2 separate regions of the Drosophila melanogaster genome follow, and region 1 is linked to region 2. A link is a contact called in public Hi-C data. All regions are on one chromosome and are shown on one strand. The core of a region is the stretch at or near the end of the contact, and the rest is flanking DNA. Distances in the headings are between cores, read along the strand shown. Region 1 holds the start of kek1 (kekkon 1). Region 2 holds the start of bun (bunched).

Evidence for each region. A called contact is a pair of places that touch in the nucleus more often than the background predicts.
Region 1: a contact with region 2 is called in a Hi-C map of the Kc167 cell line, with 5 times the contacts expected there. A contact is called at or near these places in 1 of 107 Hi-C or Micro-C datasets (the Kc167 cell line) and 2 of 7 datasets of targeted methods (the Kc167 cell line and the S2 cell line).

What each region holds. Positions count from the first base shown.
Region 1 is chr2L:12,820,151-12,826,304 of dm6, reverse strand. It overlaps kek1 (kekkon 1), which reads left to right and starts at 3,518. Exons shown (of 1, transcript NM_078835.3): 1 at 3,518-6,154. The coding sequence starts at 4,645.
Region 2 is chr2L:12,543,672-12,549,501 of dm6, reverse strand. It overlaps bun (bunched), which reads left to right and starts at 2,891. Exons shown (of 7, transcript NM_001042894.2): 1 at 2,891-3,859. lncRNA:CR42746 (long non-coding RNA:CR42746) reads right to left here. Exons shown (of 2, transcript NR_037735.1): 2 at 5,159-5,562.

The DNA.
Region 1 (6,154 bases), core at 2,269-4,768, 280 kb before region 2:
GAGGGACACTTGTTCAAATCGGAGATTCCGAGACTCCGGCCACGTCCCAAGTGACCCAAAAGGACACGCAGCGAACCCTTGACTCGGTGGAATTCAGGGAGATGGGTGGAATTTGGGCCGAAGTCTGAGCACAGCTTGAAGTTAAATAAATTAAGGGCAATTAGGCGCAGTATTACGGACACAAAGGTCGCTGGTGGCCACCCATCACAGTCATCACAGCCACCGCCCACGTGAAGCTCGGCCAGGTGATTTTTCAAATTATGAACGCAAAGGTTTGTTTTTACGGAATTCCAGCAGAATGGCAGACAACTCAAAGTCATCTTCTGCTGCGGCTGCTGTGATTTTTAATTGCACACTTTGCACTGTACATTTTACAGTTTTCCACCGACAAGACGGAAGTTGTTCGGCCCGAAGATTAGCGGTAAGTTTTCTTGGCAGACAAGTGCAGAAAGCGTAACGCAAATAGCATTTTGGCCAATTAACTGCGGCTAATTGTTGCGTACAGATAAAAAAAAACGCTCATACGCCAAATGCGAAACGTGAAAGTCAACAAAATTTATAACCACCAGAAGTCGGGGGAGTCAGCCAACAGTGAAGTGCAGCAAGAAAAAAATAGTAAAAGGTGCAAAAAAAATCTAAAATATCAGTCGAAAACTGTTGATCGTTTGCTACCGATCAGCGTTTTTTTTTTTTTTTTCTTGCCAACTTCCGTTGCGGCCAAAAGTCATTTGCATAGTGGCCGAGTTCTACTTTCGCCAACCCAAGCAAAAGATCGTCAAAGACGGTCGAGCGTGGCCAAAACCGAAGGGAAGGTGGGGAAAAGGGGCTGGGAAAAAGGAAGTCAAATATTTTAATGCGGAGAAAACAATAATTTTATTATAACGAGTTTGCTTCGAAGGCAGTTTTTAGTTTTCATATTAAAATACTACGTGTGTTACCAATTATTAAATATTATAAATCCATGAAGCAATTATAGAAGGTGAAAATGTAAACCTTCAATATGATTTCGAGGAAAATAGTTTGTATAGCTCCTCTCTGTTTTGTCTTAATTTATTTACCAAGCCTTTACCAGCTATTTAAAGCAAACTTTAGGCACAACATAAATTATTTCACTTCCAGAGTAACGTGGCCAAAATGCTTGACATAAAATGCCCAAACATGAGAAGATCTTTCCACTTAATAATTCAAGCGAATAAAGTTCCAACTTTCAACCCAATCTGCTTAGTTCTGGGTACCTGAAGTCAACTCAGAGATACTCATGCATGACTGCCCAACAATTCAACGAAAATTCGACAGCAAAAACGGAAAAAGAAGACAAAAAACCGAAACACGCAAGAGAAGATTTCACTTTTTGGAGCTTAGACAAACGAACGAAGCAGTGGAAAATACGAGAAAATAATACACAGCAATCATAACTGACCTTAATCAATGTCTGCAATGTTGAGCTTTCAGTTGTTTTCGTTGAGTGGGTGGGAAAATGGAAATGTATCTTTTCGGAAAATGTATCTTGGAGTGTAACAAGCATATGCAATCGCGTTTTTTCTCGGCCGAAAGAGGACAAACAACAAGGCAAGTAGTTCTGTTTTTTTTTTTTTTTTTTTTTTGTCTTTTTTTCCCCATGCCTGCGCGCTTGCTGGCTGTAAACAAGTTTGCTGCGAAAACTTCTCAGGCAATCTGAATCTGTACCTGAATCTCGACGGAGGCAGCTGGTAGATGGTAGATGGTTTGCTATGGCACATCTCGGCTGCAGTTTCATTCATATGGAATAGAGAGACAGGTTGGGAAGGGAGTGGGGCAAAACAGGTAACACTGAGAGCGTTTCCTGTCTGGCCAAAAGACACGAGAGGTATCATGTAGCTGCCCCGAGTCTTCCGCAGGTGAAGTAACTTATACGCAATTTCTGGCTCCACTTCAAGCTCAACTTCTGGCCCCTCGGGCTAATTAGTTTGAGCTCTTCTCATTCCCATTCCCATTCCCAATCCCAGTCCCAGTCCCATTCCCAGTGTTGACTATGGTTCGGGTACTGGTTTGAGTTCTGGTTCTGGAGCATCATTAAACTAAGCGGAGATAGTTTTTTGCGACCGGATCGGTCGACATGAGAGCTCTTTCACTATGCAAACCGATCTTGAATGAACGAGCCGGCCATAAAATCATCACATTGTGAAATTTGTGCACAGTGTGCACTGCACACCATGCAGCTCCAGCCAATTCATTCAGTTTAGCTTCAGTATCTCGTATCTGGCGGAAGTGACTCATTCGGTCAAGACTGAAATTACGCCGCACTCGACTGGCAAAGCCAGGCAAAGAAAAGACAAGCGAAGCGAAGTCGCCTTTTTTCAGCTACTCATTCGTCTTGCCGGCTGCAAGCTTAGCAGTTCTTTTTGTTGTTTAGCACTGAAAAAATGTATGGTAAACTGTGATTTCAACTCACAACTTTTAAATTAAGTCAATGGAATATTCAAGCATGAAAAGACATATATATATTGTTACAAATGTGTAATAAATGTGGTATGTATGATATTATAATACAAACTAAAATTTATAATACATTTATTAAATTATTTATTTATTTAAAATAAGCGAAACCTATTTTTACGAATATGATGGAAGGAACTTGAAGTATCATTAATTTTAGCAAGTTGCTATTATTTTCTTTTCGTGTACTGCTTTCTTTTAATTTGACTTCTTTTTTGGGTCTGTTTTTGTTTTTGATTGACTGTAGGTGCGGAGGTGAAGCGGGGGCCTCGATGAATGGGAATAAGGAATGGGAATGGCGAGTTAGGAACACCCAAAGTACATTCAAACACTGTAAACAGACTCCACAAATTTGTAAAACATTTTCAAGACGTGTTAGTTAGTCGGAAAGGTATCTTCTTTGGGAAAATAAAGAATTTCGAAAGCTGATTAGAATTCTATATGGTGGTAAATTAATGTTATTTATGACTTAGCTGTCAAAATGCTTAAAAACAAAAAAACAATTGCATTTCCAAGTATTTTAAGCTCGACGAGGCCACAATATAAATTGTGTTCTTGGCGGATAAGAGTTGGGCCTTTGTACGTTTAATCAAAGTCTGCATTCTTCATAAATTTTCTACTTCAAGGAATTCCTTATTATTACCGCAACCACAGCTAATATTATTATAAAGTACAACAAAACAGGTCGGGCCAATTAAATGCGATTTAATGATGTCATGCGATCGGCCCACGGATGTTTATTTATACCGCATAAATCCTTGTTTATACTGCGCGAAGCCAATTCGAGATTTTTACAACGGAGGCGTGTGTAATATAATCCTTTCAACCGATTCGGCAGTCCCCACATGTTGCATGCGAATGTTGCGAAACGGTTGCGGCAACACACGACCATTCTCTCTGTCTGCTTTCTCCGTTTTGTCCGCTCGCGAGCCGAGCGGCAGAAGAGCAACCGAAGTTACTTCGGCGGCGGCCGAGTGGCAAAGCGACTGCGGAGGCTTTGATTGAAATCGAAGAAGCTCAGTTCAGTTCAAGTCGATGTACGCTGCCGAGCGGTTGCGTCGTTCCCGCTGTAGCTGTCGCTGTCGTTGTGTGTGTAAGAGTGCCGCTGGAGTGTGTGTCTGTGTGTGAGAGTACCGCTAGCCAGGACACACCGTTATTTTGTGCAGTGAAAACAATTGCCAGTGTGTGCAATGGCAATGGGCACAATCAATGCCTAGATCACAACTCATCGCGCCGCCCTCGCTCCAAAAATCCAATTCAAACACCATCCCCTTTCGCGTGGACCGAGGTTCGCTCGTAGCGCAAACGAAAACGAAACCGAAAACGACGAAAAAACGCGATGCGAATTAAAGCTTTGCGTGGCAAAATGTGCTAACCGAAGCAACAAAACAAACCAACCATTAAAAAAAAAAGAAATAAGAAAATATACATACATATTATATATACACATGTATGAGCAGCACGTGAAGAGGAAAAAATCCAGAATAGCTGAAGGAAAATTGCGTAGAAAAAGAATAATAGAAAAAACAGCCAGGGAAATACGAATTTCGTTGGCCGAAAAATAAAAACGATTATCATCCAAACGAGTGTGCCAGTGTGTGTGTGTGTGCGAGTGAGAGAGCGCGCGTGTGTGTGCGGGAGCTAGCCCTATAAATAACATTGGGTCTGGGCGAGCGCTAATTACGGCAAAACATGAAAATCTTGGCGAAAACCGCAGCAACAACAAGTGAAGCCAAGGCGGCAATTAATCAATTTTCCGCTTGACCCATAAGGAAGTTTCCATATCATAATTAAAAGAGGGGCGCAGAAAAACGAAGGATACAATCGCACGAAAGTAAGAGCAAAAGGTCAACCCAACGAAACATATCCTTGAGTTACGCAAAAAGTAATGCAAAATCTATATAAATTTAAACGAGAACTGGAAACGTTTCCATATCAACACAGGACACATCAACTAGTTTAAATCAGAAACTAACTCAGATAAAAGAATAAAATATCATAAACAAATTAAAAAACTTACAAAAAGACCGATGTATTCGTGTGAAAATCGTTAACTCATCATATCATAACTAAAACAACTGAAACCCCCATGATATTGCTAATCGCAAATAAACACTGGGCTTTGGCCTAGAACGCTCAACTAGAAGACTTAAAGAAAAATCCAGGAAAATGCATATCAGGGAAGCAGTTTTCCTGGTCCTCACCCTGCTGCCTGGAATGATCCTGGGCACTCGCTACAATCAGCTGCATCTGTATGCCAATGGAGGAGCATCGTCATCGGGCCCTGGAGGCTACAGGCCCGCCCCCTCGTCCCAGAACGAGGTGTACTCCATAGCGGACAGCCAGCCGATGACTGAGGATGGCTACATGCCCCCCAGCCAGCACTTTCCGCCCACCCACTCCGACTTGGATCCCCCCGCCCAGCAGCAGAGCACCTGCCAAACGGTTTGCGCCTGCAAGTGGAAGGGTGGCAAGCAGACGGTGGAGTGCATCGATCGCCACCTCATCCAGATACCCGAGCACATCGATCCCAATACCCAGGTGCTGGACATGTCCGGTAATAAGCTGCAGACCCTCTCCAACGAGCAGTTCATCCGTGCGAATCTGCTAAATCTGCAGAAGCTGTATTTGAGGAACTGCAAGATCGGCGAAATCGAGCGGGAGACCTTCAAGGGACTGACCAATCTGGTGGAGTTGGATCTGTCACATAATCTGCTGGTTACCGTGCCCAGTTTGGCCCTGGGCCACATACCCTCACTGCGCGAACTCACCCTGGCCTCCAATCACATACACAAAATCGAGAGCCAGGCCTTCGGGAACACACCATCGCTGCACAAATTGGATCTGTCGCATTGCGATATTCAGACCATTTCCGCCCAGGCATTTGGTGGCCTCCAAGGATTGACGTTGCTCCGATTGAATGGCAATAAACTGAGCGAGCTTTTGCCCAAGACAATTGAGACCCTGAGTCGTCTTCATGGCATCGAACTGCACGACAATCCCTGGCTCTGTGATTGTCGATTGAGGGACACGAAGCTCTGGCTGATGAAGAGGAACATACCCTATCCGGTGGCACCGGTTTGCTCGGGTGGCCCCGAAAGGATTATCGATCGCAGCTTTGCGGATCTGCATGTGGATGAGTTTGCCTGCCGACCGGAGATGTTGCCCATATCGCATTATGTGGAGGCGGCCATGGGCGAGAATGCCTCGATTACATGTCGAGCTCGAGCGGTTCCAGCTGCGAATATCAACTGGTACTGGAACGGACGGCTGCTGGCCAACAATTCCGCCTTCACCGCGTACCAGAGGATACACATGTTGGAGCAGGTGGAAGGTGGATTCGAAAAGCGATCCAAACTGGTGCTGACCAACGCACAGGAAACGGATTCCAGTGAGTTCTACTGCGTGGCCGAGAATCGAGCTGGGATGGCCGAGGCCAACTTCACCCTGCACGTGAGCATGAGAGCTGCGGGCATGGCCTCCCTGGGTAGTGGCCAAATTGTGGGTCTGAGTGCCGCCCTGGTTGCTCTGATTGTGTTTGCCCTTGGGGTTATCATGTGCCTGCTCCTGAGGGTAAAACGGCAGCCGTATGTCGATAGCAAGACGCCCAATCACATGGAGGTGATAACATCTGTTAACCACCAGAACTCCATAACAAACAAGACGCAGCCCGCAACGG
Region 2 (5,830 bases), core at 1,642-4,141:
ACTCCATCGGCAACTAAAATCGATAATATGCAAATATTTTTTGCATCCCCCACACACACACACGCGCGTAAAACAAACATAAATGTGGCGAGTCCTGTGTCCTTTAGCCTCCCCTCCCCCTCTCCCACACACACACACACACACACAAACTAAATAACTAAATACGCATTAGCATCCTGTCGGATTTTCCTTTATTATTGCCACGGCCGTCGGCGAAACGAAAGAAAACGAGATGCGTGGGAGGCAGGCAGGCGTGGCACGTTGCACGCGCTGCTCCTGCGGCACAGTGGGACAAAAGCCATTTTATCCCAGATTTTTTGAAAGTAAGAGAAATAAGAGGAAATACCTCCCATCAAGTCCAATACCACAAACAACTTAGGGATAATTTCCTACTATATTATATTTGAAGTTAACCAGTAGTATCTATTCAGAAAAATTATAAAAACCAAATTAAATTAAGATAAAATTAAGAACATTACATTTACATTACAACATTAATAACATTTCTGCCCCACTGTGCAGTACCCAGGCAACTGCCAACGTTCCAAATGGCAACAAATTCAAACGAACTTGTATGCAGAGTGTGACTGAAAGCATTATTAATAGAGAATGTCGGCGGCTAAACTCAACCACATATACTGAAAGCACTCACATACACGCAAAAGGGATATAAAAGCAATAAGGACATTCATCTTCATAATTACGGGCAGCGAAATGAGAAGAAAGTGCGAGGATGCGAGGATACGATGTGGCATACGCAGAGAGGGAAATTCAAATGAAACGCAAAAGTTTTGCATATGCGTTGGGGATGTGTATGCTGCCAACGGAGTTGTGTATTTCCACCTACACAGAAGAAAAAAATATTTATACTCCGAATCACAAATCGTAGAAATGAAAACTTCACAGGCAAAGCAATATACTATGTAACTATGTAAACTGTGTAATTGAAAAATTCACAGTCACAAAAAAGAATCTAGAACTTATTTTCGTTTTATCATAATCTGAAATAACATGAGTTATTATATATTATCTATTTTTCAATACAGAAAAATTAAAACAATTTCAAAAAAATATACATATGTAATTTTTTAACCTTTTTCGCTCAGTGTGTGCTTGACCAAATGGGCATCTCATGGAAATGACAGTTAAGCCCGCCAACGTTGGTCACCCCAATGAATGCCGGAGCCAGCATTTTCTTCCCCACGAATGCAATCAAATGGAAATTGTTAAAGAAAAGGAAAAAATGCCAGTGAGCACGATTGAGTGGATCGCAGGACTTTTGGCATTTCACAAGGGTGCAACGCATCGGTCTGCACTAATTACGCACCAAACATGTACGGCAAATCGTCAAACCTTTGAATGCCACAAGCGAAAAAAGGGGCAGTTTTTGGGGGGCGAAAAATGTTTGCCAAATGTTTTTCCTGCCTGCTGCAATTTAAATGAGACGTTGGCCAAATGCGAGGGTGTCGCCTGCAGTCGCTGTGTGAAAGTGGGCGGGGCGGGGCGGGGCTGGTCAGTGGAATTAATTCTAATCCCGAACACGTTCCGTTGCGAACGAAGTGGTCAGTTGCGATATACTATATAAATATATATATAATTGTATATACATGCATATGTACATATATAGAACTCCTTAGTGGAGTTTCAATTGGTGGAGGGTGCGTCGATCATTAGCGTGATTTCTTTCCGCTTTGACAAGAAAATCAGAACGCTTCACTGAACTCCATCAGGACGAAAAAAAAAAGAAAAAAGGAATGTCTTAGTCGAATGGTGTGACTATTAGATACCCGTTAGCCAGCTTAAGAAAGTTGGTAAGAGTTGAATATATTTAAAGTCTTAACTGATTAAAGTTAGCAAGCAGAGTATCAGCAAGGTACTTAATTAAAAGAAGAACCAAAGAGTTAAATAAATGCAAGAAGGTAACAAGCAGCAGTGCGACTATCAGATACCTGTTACTCCACAAAACTTTCTTGAGAAGTCTTAGCGCTAGAACAGGAAATGCTCAAAAGCAGTTACATAATTACTGGCAATAATTTATGTTTATTTTTAAGCTTTAATAAACATCAATAGAAAAATTTAATAGAAAAAATAGAAAACTGAGCGCCAGTTCTATGTATCTATTTTGTTTATAAAAACAAGTAAAGTATACAAATTTAAGCATTGTTAAGGTATTAATTTTCTTAATGATTCAAATTATTTGTTACATATATTTTTATAAAGATTTACCAATCGAATTTTAGTCGTTTGAATTCGCTTAGATTCGTTGAAATTCGCTTCTAAATCAAAGCAAAGAAGCGAACCAATGTAAAATATATGTAAATGTAAAATTGTTGGTTCGGTACTTCGACGCGGGATCTGTTTAACGATTTTTTCAGTGATTTCGACACAAAAAGAGTAACTACTGCAGTTATTTTGCTAATAAAAAATTTAACTATATTATATGATAATTATAGATGATATGATATTAAATATAAATATAATTAAAATTTATAATAGTCCGATTTTTGACCAGAACTTATTATCGACATTATATAAGCCCATTATATACAAAAATGATTCCTAAAACAATCAAATAAAAGTAGAGTTGTGCCACTCGCCTTAGTATAACTTAGTTCTAAAGTATATGTTAATTTTATGTTAAATTCATTTTCGAATAATGGAAAAACGAGCGCCAATGTTGCGCTAGGGATTTCTAAACGATATGTAAACGATATCGTATATCGCACGACAATCGCCTGCGTGTAGAACTTAACAATCGATAGTTGTATTTAGCACAGAACCAAACCAAAAAATGCTAAAATATCAGTTTTGAACAGTATAGTGTGACCGCTATATGTGCCAAAAATCCCGTATTCAGTATTTGGTATTATTATTTGATATTATATTTTTATTGGCATTTTGAGTTGGGACAAAAACGCAAGGCAAGTTGTTGGTCTTTTTCGCTGTCTGCAGACGGATAAAAAGTAAAAGAACGCAAATCGAACGCGCCGCGAACGTATTGCAAAATCGCTTAACTCGCGGCGCCCTTGAAAACGACGAGGAAAAGCGAAAAAAGGCTGCGAGAGCTAGCGCAAAATCGAAGAAAAAACTGTGTATGTGCGTGCGTGTGAGTGTATGAGTGTGACGTGTGCGTCGCTGTGTGTGTGAGCGAGCTGGCATGCAGATGTAGAGATGTGTGTGCGCTGCTGCTGCGGCTGTGTGTGCGTGTAAATTGAATAAGAAAACGGAGCACAAATGGCACTGATGGAAAATTTATATGTGCGCTGAAAAATTAATTTATTTGCAAAAAGCCAAAGAGCTGCGAAAAGTAAAGTGACAAGCGGAGAGATGTGCAAAATCGAAAGAACGAAAAATTGTGGATTGCCGACTCTCTGCAGATTTGAAGAGAGTGGCAGCGAAAGAGAGACATAGAGAGAGAGTTTGTGTATGTGTGGGTGTGAGCCGCCTTTGCCAGGAAAACTAAAAAGAAAAAAATTCCCTGGCGTTAAAATTTGCACAAAAAATGTTGAATTCGATTGTTTGCTTTCCGCAGTTCGGCGTTTCGCTTTTTTTTTTTGCACAAAACTTTTTTCGCCAATTTTTCATGCACGCTTTTTCGTTTATTTAATTCCTCTCTCTCTCTCTCCATCTCTCTCTCACTCATTTTTTCGCTCTCCGAATCGACTCTCTCGCAGTGCTCTCCGCTTTTTGCTTGTGCACAGCCAAGTGTCAAAACTGTCATTTACCTTCCTTTTGTCCGATTAGCAAAACGCAACGAAAAACTAATATCCCATCCAAATTAAATTCGTGGCCGTTCGCTTGTTTTAAGTTTATTGTTTTACGCCAAGAAACAAGTAATTTTAAATTGTTTGACATACGCGTAAGTGTGGTAAAAATGTAAAAGAGAGGCCTTTGCCTCTTAGTGCAACAAATCGATCAGAAAGTAACCAATAAAAAAGCAAAGCAAATCGAAACATGTTTCAAAACGAAGGAAAAATCAGAGAAATTCAATGAAACAAAAGTGCAAAACAGTCGCGTAATTGTTGGTGTGTGTGTGTGTGTGTGTGTCAGCGTGTGTGCCCATCCTTTTGGTCTGCTTCTTCACTTTCGCTCAGTTGTTGTTGCAGCTTGCACTTTGTACCTTAGATTTTTCCCATTTCCTCTTTCCATTCCCATTTCTCCAAAACAGCTGGCCAAGCATTTGATTAACTCCAATATTCCTTCGTTTTCTACTGTATTTTATGTGCCATTTACCTTTGTTTATAATGTCAGCTGGCCCGGCATTGTTGTTTATTTTCTGTTCTGCTTCGCCTTGATTGTTTAGTCAAGTGTTAGTTTTGTTTTTGTGCCATTTTGCAATTTTCTGCTTATTTGCCATCCGATATTATGGGGTAATTTTTTTTTCATATGTGATTTTTAGTAGAAATTCATATAAAAAATTGTGTGTTCTGTTTGGTTAACGGTAACTCGAATTACACACAAGTGTTTAGAATTATGGATACGTATTTAATAACAGCGGTGTGCAATAATAGTAGATTTGCAAAAACCAACCAGCATTTCTGAGAATATTAATTTCTAGTTTATGAACTAAAATATGAAATTCACTCTGTATGAGTACCCTTTTTATACAAACTTGAAATGAATAAATCTGATTAGCTTTGAATGCCCTTGAACCAATCTACAATATCTTCACGATCATAATGATCATCCCTTTTAACGCATCTCCGATTTCAAAGCAAAACAAAATAAACCTCAGGCCAGATCGGTTTTCTTGTCAAGCCGCGTGGCAAATTTTTCTGCTTACCATGCACCATTTTGTAACTATAACTGGACGATATATTTGCGTTTAGGAATCGGATACACTTCAGATTTCTGCCAACTCTTTGATACAACCGATGGCACAAACTCAGAAAGGTTTGGATTGTTTTGCGAGTTACTTTCATAGGTATCGGTATCAAGAAGTTGCAAGAAATAAGCTGGGGTTTCTTGAACAGGGATCTATCTGCATAAAAGAAATGCGTGTGCAGACAGTCACGTCGACCAAACCAGAATTCAATCAGTTCATTTTTTTTTGTAATGTAGGAATTTCGGGGTTGATTGCTAGCGGAAAAGTACCAATCTTTCAACAACTGGTTAACTTTTTGAATGAAACCATCATAAAAAAATAACTAATTATTTTATCTAGGGTATTGTCACTTTCGGTACATTTAACACCTATTTGCACCAATTTTCTTTGATGTCTTGTTGCTTTATTTACATTCTGCGACTCAATTCAATTGAGAAATTATATTCGATTTCAATTGTATCTGAGTATCTCATGGATGCATTGTCATTGTAATCTCTAGCTTGTTGTTGTTCCTTTTGCAGCCGCCTCCTCCTCATCTTCGTCGCTGCTCTTTTCTCGTTTGATAAACATTTTCATTGCCTTCTCTCTGCATACATCGCTCTCTCTCGCTCTTTCGGGTTCTTTTACTTCCTCCTACAACGCCTTCGTTTTTCTTTTCCTTTTCCCTTGCCATTTTTTTTGCATTGTGAATCATTTCCTTGCGGAAAGGAAAAGAGCGAAGAAAAGGTGGGAAGTGCCTGTGGGTGAAAGACAGGAAAGGAAAGTCACTGATTGAAAAGTTATTAACTCGGTTGAATTTTCATTATGCATTATTTAACACCCTGGTGTCCTTAAAGTTCAGTTTTATATCTGTCAGCAAGGTATAAATTTTTAGAGGATTTTTTAGAGGATAACCCATTTATTTTTTGTTTCTATTTTTTGCTCCTAAAGGCCTTTTTTGTTATATCCCATTTTCGTTTTTGTTTTTACCGATAGTCTTAAAGTTTAGTAGGGCTTGATAAGGTT